Linked DNA regions of Sus scrofa: regions 1, 2 and 4 are each linked to region 3. The links are chromatin contacts, called in public Hi-C and HiChIP or PLAC-seq maps. All regions are on one chromosome and are shown on one strand. The core of a region is the stretch at or near the end of the contact, and the rest is flanking DNA. Distances in the headings are between cores, read along the strand shown.

Region 1 (2,706 bases), core at 90-2,589, 450 kb after region 3:
CACTCCTGGGCTTGTTTTTCATCCATGCTGGGTGGGGTAAGTGCCCAGGGAAATCCAATAGGTATCCATGTGTGTGCTGAGGAACGAGGCACACAGAAGCGGACCTTTTTTGTTGTTGTTGTTGTTGTTGTTGTTGTTGTTGTTGCTATTTCTTGGGCCGCTCCCGAGGCATATGGAGGTTCCCAGGCTAGGGGTCGAATCAGAGCTGTAGCCACCAGCCTACGCCAGAGCCACAGCAACGCGGGATCCGAGCCACGTCTGCAACCTACACCACAGCTCACGGCAACGCCAGATCCTTAACCCACTGAGCAAGGGCAGGGACCGAACCCGCAACCTCATGGTTCCTAGTCGGATTCGTTAACCACTGCGCCACGACGGGAACTCCAGAGGCAGACCTTTTGAGACCTGTGTTTGCTCAGTGGCAGAACTGAAACCTGAGTGACTGAAGCTTTGCCTTGCTGTGTGTCCCTGAACAACAGACCCGCTTCAGGGTCTCTTTTGTCTCGCTGTGCTCATTGATTCTGAGTTCCAAGGCCACTGGGAATGGGGAGAAGGGAAAGAGCCTCAAAAGATGACCTCTGGGAAAATAATCTTTTTAAAATTATAAATAGAGATATAACTGCCTCATTTTGCTATACACCTGAAACCTAACACAATATTGTAAATTTATAAGTTATAGTTCGATGGAGAAAAAAAAAAAAGATGTCCTCTGGCCCCCTACGAAATATTGTTAAAAAGTATTTGCTTAACAAATACTTTATAGCCATCGTGTGCCCGGTTCTGTTCCAAGCAATATGCAAGTATTTAATCCTTACATTAAAGCTATGAGGAGTTCCCATCATGGCGCAGTGGTTAACGAATCCGACTAGGAACCATGAGGTTGCGGGTTCAGTCCCTGCCCTTGCTCAGTGGGTTAACGATCCGGCGTTGCCGTGAACTGTGGTGTAGGTCGCAGACGCGGCTCGGATCCCGAGTTGCTGTGGCTCTGGCGTAGGCCGGCGGCTACAGCTCCGATTGGACCCCTAGCCTGGGAACCTCCATATGCCACGGGAGCGGCCCAAGAAATAGCAAAAAGACAAAAAAAAAAAAAAAAAAAAAAAAGCTATGAGAAAGGTACTGTTGTTACCCCCATTTTACAGATAGGGAAATCAAAGCACAAAAAGGACCAACAATGTGCTCAAGGACACAGATCTAGTGTGTATCAAGCCCTCATGAGCCAGCGCCGGTGACTCCCCTTTTCACTACAGCAGCTGAGAGGCTGGCCGATAGTCATAGGGGCGGGGAAAATCCTGAGGCAGTCAGCTGGAAAGGCCCTGTGAGTTTCCTTTTCCCCTGTGATGAGTTTCGGTTTTCTGGCTCTGGGCATAAAAGTTCTCTTTCTCTTCTGCCTCCAGCTCAGCCATTAGCTGTCTTCTCAGCAGCCAGCCAGAGCAATGGGAAACTGGGGGTCCCATCTCTATGACCGGCCTCCTCAGAAACTGGGAGAGTTTGTCCAGAACAACCTGAGACCCTCTGAAGACTGTCAGAAACAGATCGACCAGACCGTGGACACCATCTGCAAAGTCCTGCAGGATGCTGAGCAGTTGCCCCTGGTGATAAGCGTGGCCAGAGTGAGTAGAGGGCTGGGGTCAGGCCTTCAGGGAGCCAGAGGGAAGAAAGACTTGGTGCTGAGCACCTACTGTGTGCCAGGCCCTGGGCACACAGACATCATCATATTCCCCATGCTGCTCAACTGAGATGGTGGGATACAGTACAGAGTTTAGGAGTACAGGTTGGGAGCTGGTTCTGCCTCTTACTACTGTGTGACCCAGAGCAGTTTGCTTAACCTCTCTGTGCCTTAGTGTCTGAGTCTATAAAATGGGAGAGCAATAATACTCATCACAAAATGTTAAGAGGCTTGAGCATATAATGTTCTTGCACAGGGCTTGGTACAAAGTTAGCACAAAAGAAGTTCCCATTTGGGGCAGCGGGTTAGGGATCCAGCATTGCCGCAGGTTGCAACTGTGGCATGGGTTCGATCTTTGGGCCGTAAACTTCCACATGCTTTGGCACAGCCAAAGAAAAAAAAAGTGAAATAAATTAGCTGTGATTACTGTTATTGCTTCTAATCTCCTTATTTTCCAGAGGGGTAAACTGAGGCTAGAAGACTTCAGTAAAGCTTCCTACCGATGCTCTGTGGTTTCAACAGCCAGGGGTGGGGCGCTCTCATCAGTTAGAAATGTTTGGTGCTACAGACACAAATCCTGGGGCTGAGACGGAAGATTCTGGACCTTTGGAGAAGAAAGGATGCTGAGAAGGTGCTAAGACCCTAGGGTAGGGAGAGGGCATTGTAGATGCCCAATCCCAGGCTCTCCAGCACTGGAATCCCGCTTCTCTGCAGTCACAGCGCTTTCTGGCTTCTGCCCTTACATGCATCCACTAGCCCCAGCAGTAAAGACATCCGAGCCTTTGGCGTCTTCTGCCTGGGCCCAGATGAGGAAACTGAGGCACGGGGAAGTTATTTAATAGTTGATATCCAATTTGGGATTGTAAGCGCTAGTGATCCGTTTGGGAGCTTGCACCCTTAACCCGAAGCCATCCTACCTCTCAACATTGTTAACTTTTTTCTAACACACGCAGCGCCGGGCGGCAGGGGAGTGGGGGCGGGGGCGGGTCGCCAAGCCGCGCGCGTGCGCGTGTGAGGCAGGGCGCTCCGCGGCCACCCCA
Region 2 (3,032 bases), core at 138-2,637, 390 kb before region 3:
ATTTCCACCTTCATGAAGCCTTCTTTAACCATCTTAGCTCACAGTGATTATCCCCTCCTCTAACTTCTATCATTTGTCTATGTGTCTTACTTTAATAATTTATTAGTGCAAACTCCAATAAATTTTTCTGAACCTCTCTAAAGCACATTTACTAGACACATGTAATGGTTTACTTGGTGCTAAATTCCTTATAAAGTATTACACAATTTATTCCCTTCTTTTCACATCCATCTTCTTTATTCCCAAGTAACAGCAAATCTAAAGTCATTCTTCTGGTTAAAACCTCTGATGGCTCCAAACCCTTTCGCTTGATGAGACCCTTCACCACGTGCCTCAGTTCATTCACAGATTCATCATGTCCCCCCCCCCTTATTAGAACCATCATCTGCTATTTGCCTTGTAAGTAAACACCTCCTCTTCTTTCTAGATCCAGCTCAAAAGTCACCTCCTGTCTATTACTTTCCCTAACACTACTGAGCGGGACTGACTGAATTACCATTTATGCTTTCATGAGCCTGTAATACAGTCTTATTTTCTACCAATTACACTGTAACGTTTCTATTACTATTTCCATGACTCCTCCTGCCCCACCACTGAGTTCGTTCAGTACAGAGTTCGGTCTCATTCATCTCCATTCTGCATTCCTGCAAGCAAACCTGGGATCTAGTATAAACTATATGCTGAACAAACACCTGTTCAACAGAATTATTAGGACTTTAAAAATAAGGGAAGCCTATTTTTATGAGCCTGGAGCCTCCCTGGTGAAGCACGCACCACAGAGTAAGCCTCATATAGGGCTGGTCAGGGGTAGGGGAGGCCCTGACAGCCAAACTGACAAGAGCCTCGTCTCACACACCAGCTCAGCTACCGCCTAAGGGTGGGAGCCGAATACGACTGAATGAACATAATATCGTGCCAACTAAGAGGCAGTAGCACAGTCAGACGGCCTGACAGACTAACCAAAGGTAGTAGCACATCCCAACCAAAGGCAAGAAGAAATGCTGGCCGGCTTCGTCATCTTCGAAGAGAAGGAAAGACGCGACCCAAGGGCCATAAAAACGCCGAGCACGCGCTTCGCGCCACTCCTCTGGCGGAGGATGACGGGAAAGGGGCAGGCCAGCTGAAAGCCTCGCAGAGAGCGCGTGCGCGGCAGTCCTTCCGCCCCCTCCTCCTCCGCCCCCTCCTCCTCCCTCCCCTCCTCCTCCGCCCCCTCCCCCACACGCCCCCTCCTCCTCCGGCCCCTCCCCCACACGCCCCCTCCTCCTCCGGCCCCTCCCCCACACGCCCCACACTATCAACCCCCTCCCCGCCACTTGGCCCCGCCCAATCACCCTAGGCCCCAGCTGGCTTTCGCCGAGTACGCACGCGCAGCAGCTCCATTTCCCCCCTCTCCCCTCACGAGGCCCCACCCTCTCACCCTAGGCCGCCGAGAGCCTGCCGGCTAGTACACGTACGCGCGCCGGAGTCGGCCCTCCTAGACACGTGACTCCCGACTCCACGCTTCCTCTGCTTCAGCAGCTACTGCCAGAATAAGGCGTTATGGCTTCCGCCATTCCCCACGCTGCTTGTCTCTCTCCACTCTTTCCCCTTCTCCTGTTCCTCCTGTTTCTCTCTGCTCCGCAAGGCGGCAGCGGCCTGCACACCAAGGGCGCCCTTCCCCTGGATACAATTACTTTCTACAAGGTAACGCGGCGGGGGACATCGCGCGCAGGTGCAGCCAGAGCTCCTAGGGCAGCGCCCACCCGTGGGGGACGCTGGGTACAGCTAGCTGGCGGGAGGTGGTCTGTAGCAATGATCTCGTGGGTTCCCACCGCCTTGCAGGGCTGGTGGACTTTGGGCCGAGGCCGTATCTTGGCCTTGGAGCATGCATGATCCATGGTCACCACGCACCTTTGCCTTTGCAATATTTATACTTGCTTCCTCCTTTGCAAAAGAACTGCAGAAATGGAGCTGAGGGAGCAGGGTGCCCCTTCCCATCACCTGTGGGAAGAGGGAGGTGCCAGGTGAGCCCAATCCTCGGGTCCAAAGTAGAGAAACCTGGAGGGCAGTTCGAAGCGGACGCCACTGTGTTGGGCAGGGGTGGAAACCCTGCTTGTTAACCTGCACTTCAGCGCCCCTCTTTCCTTGGCATGGATTTCAGCCACTGTCCAGATATTCTGCCTCTCCATAAAAAGTGCAAGCTTTGAGAATAAGCTTCAGTTCAACCACTCTGTAGTGAATGTCTTGGGCCTGGTGGCAAAATCGGGTCAAGACTTGGAAGGATTAGCTACAATCCCCACCTCCGTATTCACAGAATTGGGGTCCTGGCCTCGGTACGTGGAAGGTGGAAATATGGAAAGCTGAATGCAGTCCCAGTCCCCTGATCTTTCACCTTTCTTCACCCACTGGCACCTTAACTTCACCTGTGAGACGGGCGAGCTAAGTGTTGAGAGAGAACCAGGCGTTTTATTTTAGTCCATGCTCATTGCTGGGAAGTGAAACCAAGAAGTATCTATCTATCTCAAGTGATTGAACTCTTCCCCTTTTCGAAAGGGTTCCTGTTCCTGAAGTTGGTACCTGTGACTCATTCAAGGCAAATTTTCAAGAATGTAAAAGTGTAGGTGTATGGAGTTGCCATTGTGGCTCAGCGATAATGAACCCAACTAGTGCCCAGAGGATGTGGGTTCGATCCCTGGCCTCGCTCAGTGGGGTAAGGATCCAGTGCTGCCAGTGAGCTCTGGTGTCGTGATATCTGGTGTTGTTGCGGCTGTGGCGTAGGCCGGCAGCTGCAGCTCCAGCTCCAATTCCACCCCTAGTCTGGGAACCTCCGTATGCCGCATTGCGGTCCTAAAAAGAAAAAAAAAAAAAGTGTAGGTTGGCTGGCTGGTTGTCAGGCACACGCCACAGCAGAGCCCTTTGGAGGTCTTTATTGGCAAAGTGACACCCCTACCACCCATAGGTGAAAATGAGATAACGTGACAAACCAAGTGTGACTCAGGGAGAAACTGCACTGTTGCTGCGTCTCCATCTTTACAGCTACCACAATAGCCTCA
Region 3 (3,075 bases), core at 398-2,897:
TTCTTCCTCACAGAGAAAATGTTGGGTCTTGTGCACAGTAAAGAGGGGCCAAGACACACTGCTCTAGGGGATACACGTTCTACAGGCCTGGCCGCTTCCTAGGCTCTCATTTTAAAGTCTCACAGCAACCCTGTGAGGCAAACCTTTATTCCTGTTTTACAAGAACCAAAGCACGGAAACTTAACTCTGAATAATGTCAAGTTGCACAAACTCAGAACTCACACTATTCTCCATTAGTAAATCTCTGGTAAACAAAAACTTCTAAAACCCCACACAAGTTTCAAACTTTGGCGGAACAGTCAACTTACAATATTCCAGAAATCTTACCATTTTTCGAAGTTTAACAACTCGGGTACCACCATTCTTGTCACCACCAACGGGTTTTGTGACAGTAGCAAGAACTCTCACCTTCTTTTTCTTTTCAACCTATCAGGGCACAAATGCATCAAAAAGTCAGAGTCGCACACTTCAAGACCAAATGGTCAGTGGTTCCCCTCATCCCTTACCTTGGATTTAGCTGCTGAATACTTCCTCTTGTACAAAGCCTTTCTGGAATACATAGCCGATCGGGAATATCTGCCAATTCCTCTGACCAGGACAGGGTTTCGGCTGCAGTGGGGCTTCCCCTTCTTAACCTTCTTAGCCTTTTTAACTTTACCACCAGCATCAGCCTTCTTGGCTTCAGGCTTTTTCTCCTTAGTTCCTGGCTTCTCAGCTTTTTCACCCGCCATCTACCAGTGGGTACATTTTAAAGAAGGTATTTCACCATTTATCTCAGAGCTGTACATGAACAGACTTCCTAGGGGACAAGTCCTCATCCTCCCTCTTCAACTAGCTGTTAACATCCTTTACATCCCTCCCACTACAAGACCATAGGCCTTCCTCCAAATTCCCACGTCTGCAACATCCATCACGGTTGTCTCCCCAATACACTGTAACTTTTTGGACGATCTGAAGACTGAAGACTATCCCACACCTGTTAGGTGCTTGCTGCATATTTAGCAGTCACAAGTCCCTATTCCATTCCTCTTTTGCGAACTAGAAGTCCAGAAACAGAGCTTTACCAATCTCCAGTTAGGATGCCGAAGATAGAACTTGAAATCATTTGCTTTCAGGGCTTTTGCTTTTATCAAACTGTCTCACTCAAGAAATTCTGTTTAGAAGGCGAAGACACACACGATTTGCCCAAACTGAAAAAAGCGCAAAGCGCAAGGAGCGACTTCCGGTCACAGACGTGGAGACGGGAAAATCAGCATTGGCCACAGACTCAAATACACAACGTGGCTGGGACAAGCTCGGCGGCGTCTTCTGGAACCCAAACTCGAGATTCCGGAACGCGCGCTGTCGCCCTGGCCCCTGAAGCCCACTAGCCCGCTACGGATCCCTGGAGGGACCTATTCCTTCAGTCCGGGAGGGTGCCGGGCTGCCAGAGCCTATTCGGCATTCCGCTTCACCCTCTACGTGCCCCATTGTAAACCCAAGCGAGATAAATAAGCGTCTAGGAGGTCTCCCAGTTGGCCCTGACGCGTCCGACACCCCGCAGATGTCGACTTGATACCCTCCGAGTTAGGATGGCGAAGGATAGGGGTCCTGAAATCGAGTCTTGCAGAGAACCCCGCCATTCTTACCTTGCAAGATGGGAAAGAGAACTAAGGCCTCAGCTTCCGGTCTATAAGCGATCACGGGAGGTGTGGAGTCTCATTTCCTTCCGGATCTGAGGCATGATGGGAAGTGTAGTTTCCCACCTTTGTCCTGTATACGGAGCTGTTTTTCTTAATAGGAGGCGAAAGCGGAGAACGTTTTGTCTGAAAAAGCCTCATTTAATAGCCCAATAAAATTCTCAGAGTAATTTTGGGAACCTGCATAAAGTTGCAACTTTTTATATTTTGCTTACCAAATATATTAGAAAACACTACCAACGAGTTCCCGCTGGCGTTGTCTCTGCAGCAGCTAGGATTTTATTCCCAGCCCGGTCGCAGTGGGTCCCGAGTAGCCACAGCTGTGGAGTAGGTAGCAGCTGTGTCTTGGATTCGATTCGAGAAACTTCTATATGCAGATCCTAGGAAGCTTCCATGGGCGGAAAAGTGGAGGGGAAGCACTACCATTTTCAATATAAGAAGGTATAGATGGTTGAAGGACCTAATCCTCAATTTAAACGAAATCCCTCCGATGAAAGGGACCTTCCACAGACATTTTCTCCACAGTTGCCTACTGCCTACACCCCCTAAAGCTTAAAAGTAGAGGGTCAAAACTAAAATTTAAAGTAAGTGAAATAGGAGTTCCTGTAGTGGCTCAGTGGTTAACGAATCCGACTAGGAACCAGGAGGTTGCGGGTTTGGTCCTGGCCTTACTCAGCGGGTTAAGGATCCGGCGTTGCCGTGAGCTGTGGTGTAAACCGAAGATGCGGCTGGGATCCCGCATTGCTGTGGCTCTGGGGTAAGCCGGTGGCTACAACTCTGATTAGACCCCCAGCTTGGGAACCTCCACATGCCGTGGGGAGTGGCCGTAGAAAAGGCAAAAAAGACCAAAAAAAAAATAGAAAAATTAATAAATCACTTCTTCTGGGAGGATTTGGAAAGTTTTGCGGGAGATGTTTTTGTGTTGGATTTGGAAAAAATAAGCACAAATCTGGCAGATGAAAGTGGCAACTGGAAGAATAAATGCAAGAGGTATGGAGACATCAAAGAGCATAGTTGTTCTGGGAGTTCCCTGTTGTGGCACAGGGAAATGAATCGATAGTTCCACGCTCAGTGGGTGGGGGATCTGGCCTTGCCCTGAGCTGTGGTGTAGGTGGCAGGCCTGCTCAGATCTTGCGTTGCTGTGGCTGTGCTTTTTTTTTTCTTCTCTTTTCAGGGCCGCATTCTCTGGCATATGGAAGTTCCCAGGCTAGGGGTCCAATCGGAGCTAAGGCTACCCCCTCTACGCCACAGCAACACTGGATCCCAGAAATGTCTGCGATCTACATCACAGCTCATCGCAACTGCCACAGATCTGACAACGCTGGATCTGGGAAGGACTGAGTGAGGCCAGCAATAGAATCCACATCCTCATGTATACTAGTTGGTTCATTTGTGC
Region 4 (2,999 bases), core at 385-2,884, 300 kb before region 3:
ACACAGTCCTGGGAAAATGGAAATCTACCACTCACCACCTATGTGACCTTTGGTAAGCCAGTGTTTTCAGCTCAAAGTGAGGTGATTTCTAGCACAGTGGTTAAAAGAGTAAGTCTGGGACAGTCCACAAGGGTTCAGATCCTAGCTTCGTGTTAGCTGAGTGACCACAGACAAATTACACATCAATAAAGCCCCAGTTTCCTCATCTGTGGAAAGAAAGGGAGGGGGTTGTAAAAACTACCTATCTCAGGAGTATGTGTGAAAATTAAATGATAAATATAAAAGGCTGAGGACAGTGACTGACATAATTAACAGTCTATATATATTAGCTATTATTATTTTTACCCACCTCACAAAGCTGTTGCTAGAATCAAATGAGATGTGAGTAAAGTATCATACAAATTACAAAAAGTAGCAATTGTACCAGAAATATATAGTTACCCCCTTCCAAAAAAAAAAAGTTAAGTGATCTCAGCCCTGCGGAGAAACCTCCATTTAGTAACATCCACACTATAAACATGAGACCTAATTTTGCGAAAAACCACTGACCTTGAAGCCTTCCTTCATCAAGAAGTGACACAGACCAAGACCATACAACCATCTAACAGGAACCACTATCCAATTACAGAACACCTCGGTAATTGAAGAGATGTTTCTGTGACTCAAATATGTGATTTTTCACAATAAGTGTAGCAGAACGATATCAAGGTCTTAAAACCTGAGGATTGGGCTAAGCGTTACAAAGGGGGATCCACTCAGCACACAGAAGGCAAGCTGCAGAAAGCCAGAAAAGCTACAGAAAGGAAAGGCCCTGCACGCCCCTCCAAACTATCACAATCTTCCCATCGCTATTTTGGGCCCAAGACCACCACCCCCCCGCCCCCGCCTCCCACGTGTACCCTGAGCAGCTGTTCCTCCACCAAAGAGCTTTCGATGGGGAGCCTCAAATCTGGGCCTGTTCCTGACTCGATTCGGGTGACCTTGCGTCAGCTCCTTCCTCTCTCAGAACCTCAGTTTCTCTCTGTTCACCAAGCACTGTTGGTCAGACAACATTTTAGGCCCAGTTTCCATAAGTAAAAAGTCTTCAGTGGGGGTTTTCCCTCAAGTAGGGTGTTTCAGCCCTGTACCGGAGCTAGCTTCCACCTGCGGGCAGATCTTGGGTGTCCCTTGGCGTGGCCCCAACAACGCGACCTGCGAGCAGAGCAGATCTCTACCAGAGGAAATGTCTTACAAAGCCTGCCTGTCGGGCCAGCTCTGCCGACCTGCCGCTGCCCTAACAGCGCAGCTGCCACCTCAGGGCTCTGGAAGGCCAGGCCGGCGCTTCCGCGAGGCCCGTGACTGAGGCCTAGAGGCCCGCGCGGCCGACCCCCTGTGCTCGCCAGCCCTGCTCCTGGCCACTCAGCGACCCTCCTGGGCCTTTACCCTGGCCCCGGCGGCCCTCGGCGTATCCGGCTGGCGACTAGACTGGCCCCAGGCACTCACCGTAAATGGGCCGGAGGCGCCTGTCGTTAGGGTCCTGCACATGGCCCCGCGTCGCCATGATGACAAGCGCAGAACAGCAGTGCGCACGCGCAGGGCAGGCCCCCGGGAAGGGGCCGTTAAAGGGCCAGCGCCGATCTCGCTCGTCTATCGCGATGGTCGCGGGGTTGCGATTGAACGCGCCTGCGCGGAAAGGGACAACACTTACACCGCACCCCTCCCACAGACTATTGCCACTTTGAGGGATACGTCTCCCCTTTGCTGATGGAATCAGTCTAGCTGATAGAGGCGGCCGTTGCTATTAAAATCCCGTCCGAGTCACTTACGGGAGAGTGAAGAAAGGAGAGAAACTCTTGGTCAGAGTTAGGGCTCTGCTGCTCCAGTTTATCTTATTTCTCATCTGTGCTGAAGGACCAGTTAGACTTGTCTTTGATTAATTGTTGAGGAACTGGGACCTCCTCTGGGAGGGTGACCCAGGAGAGAGTAGGGGAAAGGGGTGCTGACCAACAGTAGAAATCTGCCAGAAATGTTCGAGATCCCTTCATCTCTCTCCTGGTGCTCAGCCAACTAAGAAGCACCCTAGATTTATAGTAATCCAGTGGATTTGTCAACTATACCGCAATAAAACTGAAGGAAAAAAGTAATTCAGTTAGTATGTGCAGTTAGTGTTGCAAGCTCTAAATGAATTATTTCATTAATACTCATAACAACCCTAGTATCTCCTTAGAAGGTAGATACTATCCTCTTTTCTACTGGTGGGTTTATTCATACCCAATATAATTATCCAGTGCCTATTATGCCGCTGTTTCTGTTTCGAATTTAGGCAGAGAAGATACATTGTAAATAAATCAGAGCTTTCCTGGGGCCTTCCTTGCTGGGAGGGAGATCATCAAATAAGTATGTCAGTATATTAGGTGATAATAAATGAAACTGAGAAAAGGAGAACAGGGACGGGGGGCAATTTTATATAGTGTGGTTAGAAAAAGCGACAATTGTCAGAAAAGTTAAATAAAGTGGGAGATGGGAGTTCTCTTGTGGCACAGCAGGTTAAAAATCCAGCATTGCCATGGCTGTGGCGTGGGTTTGATCCCTGACCTGGGAACTTCCACATGCCTGGGTCGAGGTGAAAGAAAAAAACCAAAAAACTGTCAAGGTCATGAAAAATAAGGAAACTATGAGAAACCATAATAGTCCAATGAAACACGATAACCAAAGGTAATGTGATATCCTGGTTGGGATCCTGAGACAGAAAAAAAAAGGGCATTAGTGGAGAAACAGAAGAAATGCAAATAAAATCTAGAATTTAGTTAATAGTATTATGCTAATGTTGGTTTCTCATTTTGACGAATGTAAATTACATGGTAATGTAAGATGTTAACATTAAGGTTAACTGGTTGAAGAGTAGTAAAAACTTTACCCTCTTTTCAGCCTTTCTGTTAAGTCTAAAACCATTCCAAAGTAATAGATTTTTAATACATTTTTAATAATGGGGGGTATTTTTTAACTACATGCACTAGAAA

Evidence for each region. Hi-C and Micro-C count contacts between places; a contact is called where the count stands out from the background. HiChIP or PLAC-seq counts read pairs in DNA pulled down with a chosen protein or histone mark.
Region 1: a Hi-C map of embryonic fibroblasts shows a contact between it and region 3, with 1.7 times the contacts expected there. The contact joins the promoter of OAS2 here to the promoter of RPL6 in region 3. A contact is called at or near these places in 1 of 47 Hi-C or Micro-C datasets (embryonic fibroblasts) and 1 of 2 datasets of contacts at active chromatin or transcription factors (alveolar macrophages).
Region 2: a contact with region 3 is called in an H3K27ac HiChIP or PLAC-seq map of alveolar macrophages. The contact joins the promoter of TMEM116 here to the promoter of RPL6 in region 3. A contact is called at or near these places in 1 of 5 promoter capture datasets (fetal liver) and 1 of 2 datasets of contacts at active chromatin or transcription factors (alveolar macrophages).
Region 4: a contact with region 3 is called in a Hi-C map of liver, with 2.6 times the contacts expected there. The contact joins the promoter of NAA25 here to the promoter of RPL6 in region 3. A contact is called at or near these places in 2 of 5 promoter capture datasets (fetal liver and fetal skeletal muscle), 17 of 47 Hi-C or Micro-C datasets (embryonic fibroblasts, fetal liver, heart right ventricle and 7 more) and 2 of 2 datasets of contacts at active chromatin or transcription factors (alveolar macrophages and skeletal muscle).

Annotation. Positions count from the first base shown.
Region 1 is chr14:38,846,330-38,849,035 of Sscrofa11.1, reverse strand. OAS2 (2'-5'-oligoadenylate synthetase 2, 69/71kDa) reads left to right here and starts at 1,339. Exons shown (of 11, transcript NM_001031796.1): 1 at 1,339-1,610. The coding sequence starts at 1,434.
Region 2 is chr14:39,694,094-39,697,125 of Sscrofa11.1, reverse strand. It overlaps TMEM116 (transmembrane protein 116), which reads right to left and starts at 1,387. Exons shown (of 12, transcript XM_021074212.1): 1 at 1,366-1,387. It overlaps ERP29 (endoplasmic reticulum resident protein 29), which reads left to right and starts at 1,378. Exons shown (of 3, transcript XM_003483432.3): 1 at 1,378-1,683. The coding sequence starts at 1,540.
Region 3 is chr14:39,301,019-39,304,093 of Sscrofa11.1, reverse strand. It overlaps RPL6 (ribosomal protein L6), which reads right to left and starts at 1,647. Exons shown (of 7, transcript NM_001044542.1): 1 at 1,629-1,647; 2 at 507-731; 3 at 328-426. The coding sequence starts at 731.
Region 4 is chr14:39,605,434-39,608,432 of Sscrofa11.1, reverse strand. It overlaps NAA25 (N-alpha-acetyltransferase 25, NatB auxiliary subunit), which reads right to left and starts at 1,634. Exons shown (of 24, transcript XM_021074209.1): 1 at 1,483-1,634. The coding sequence starts at 1,540.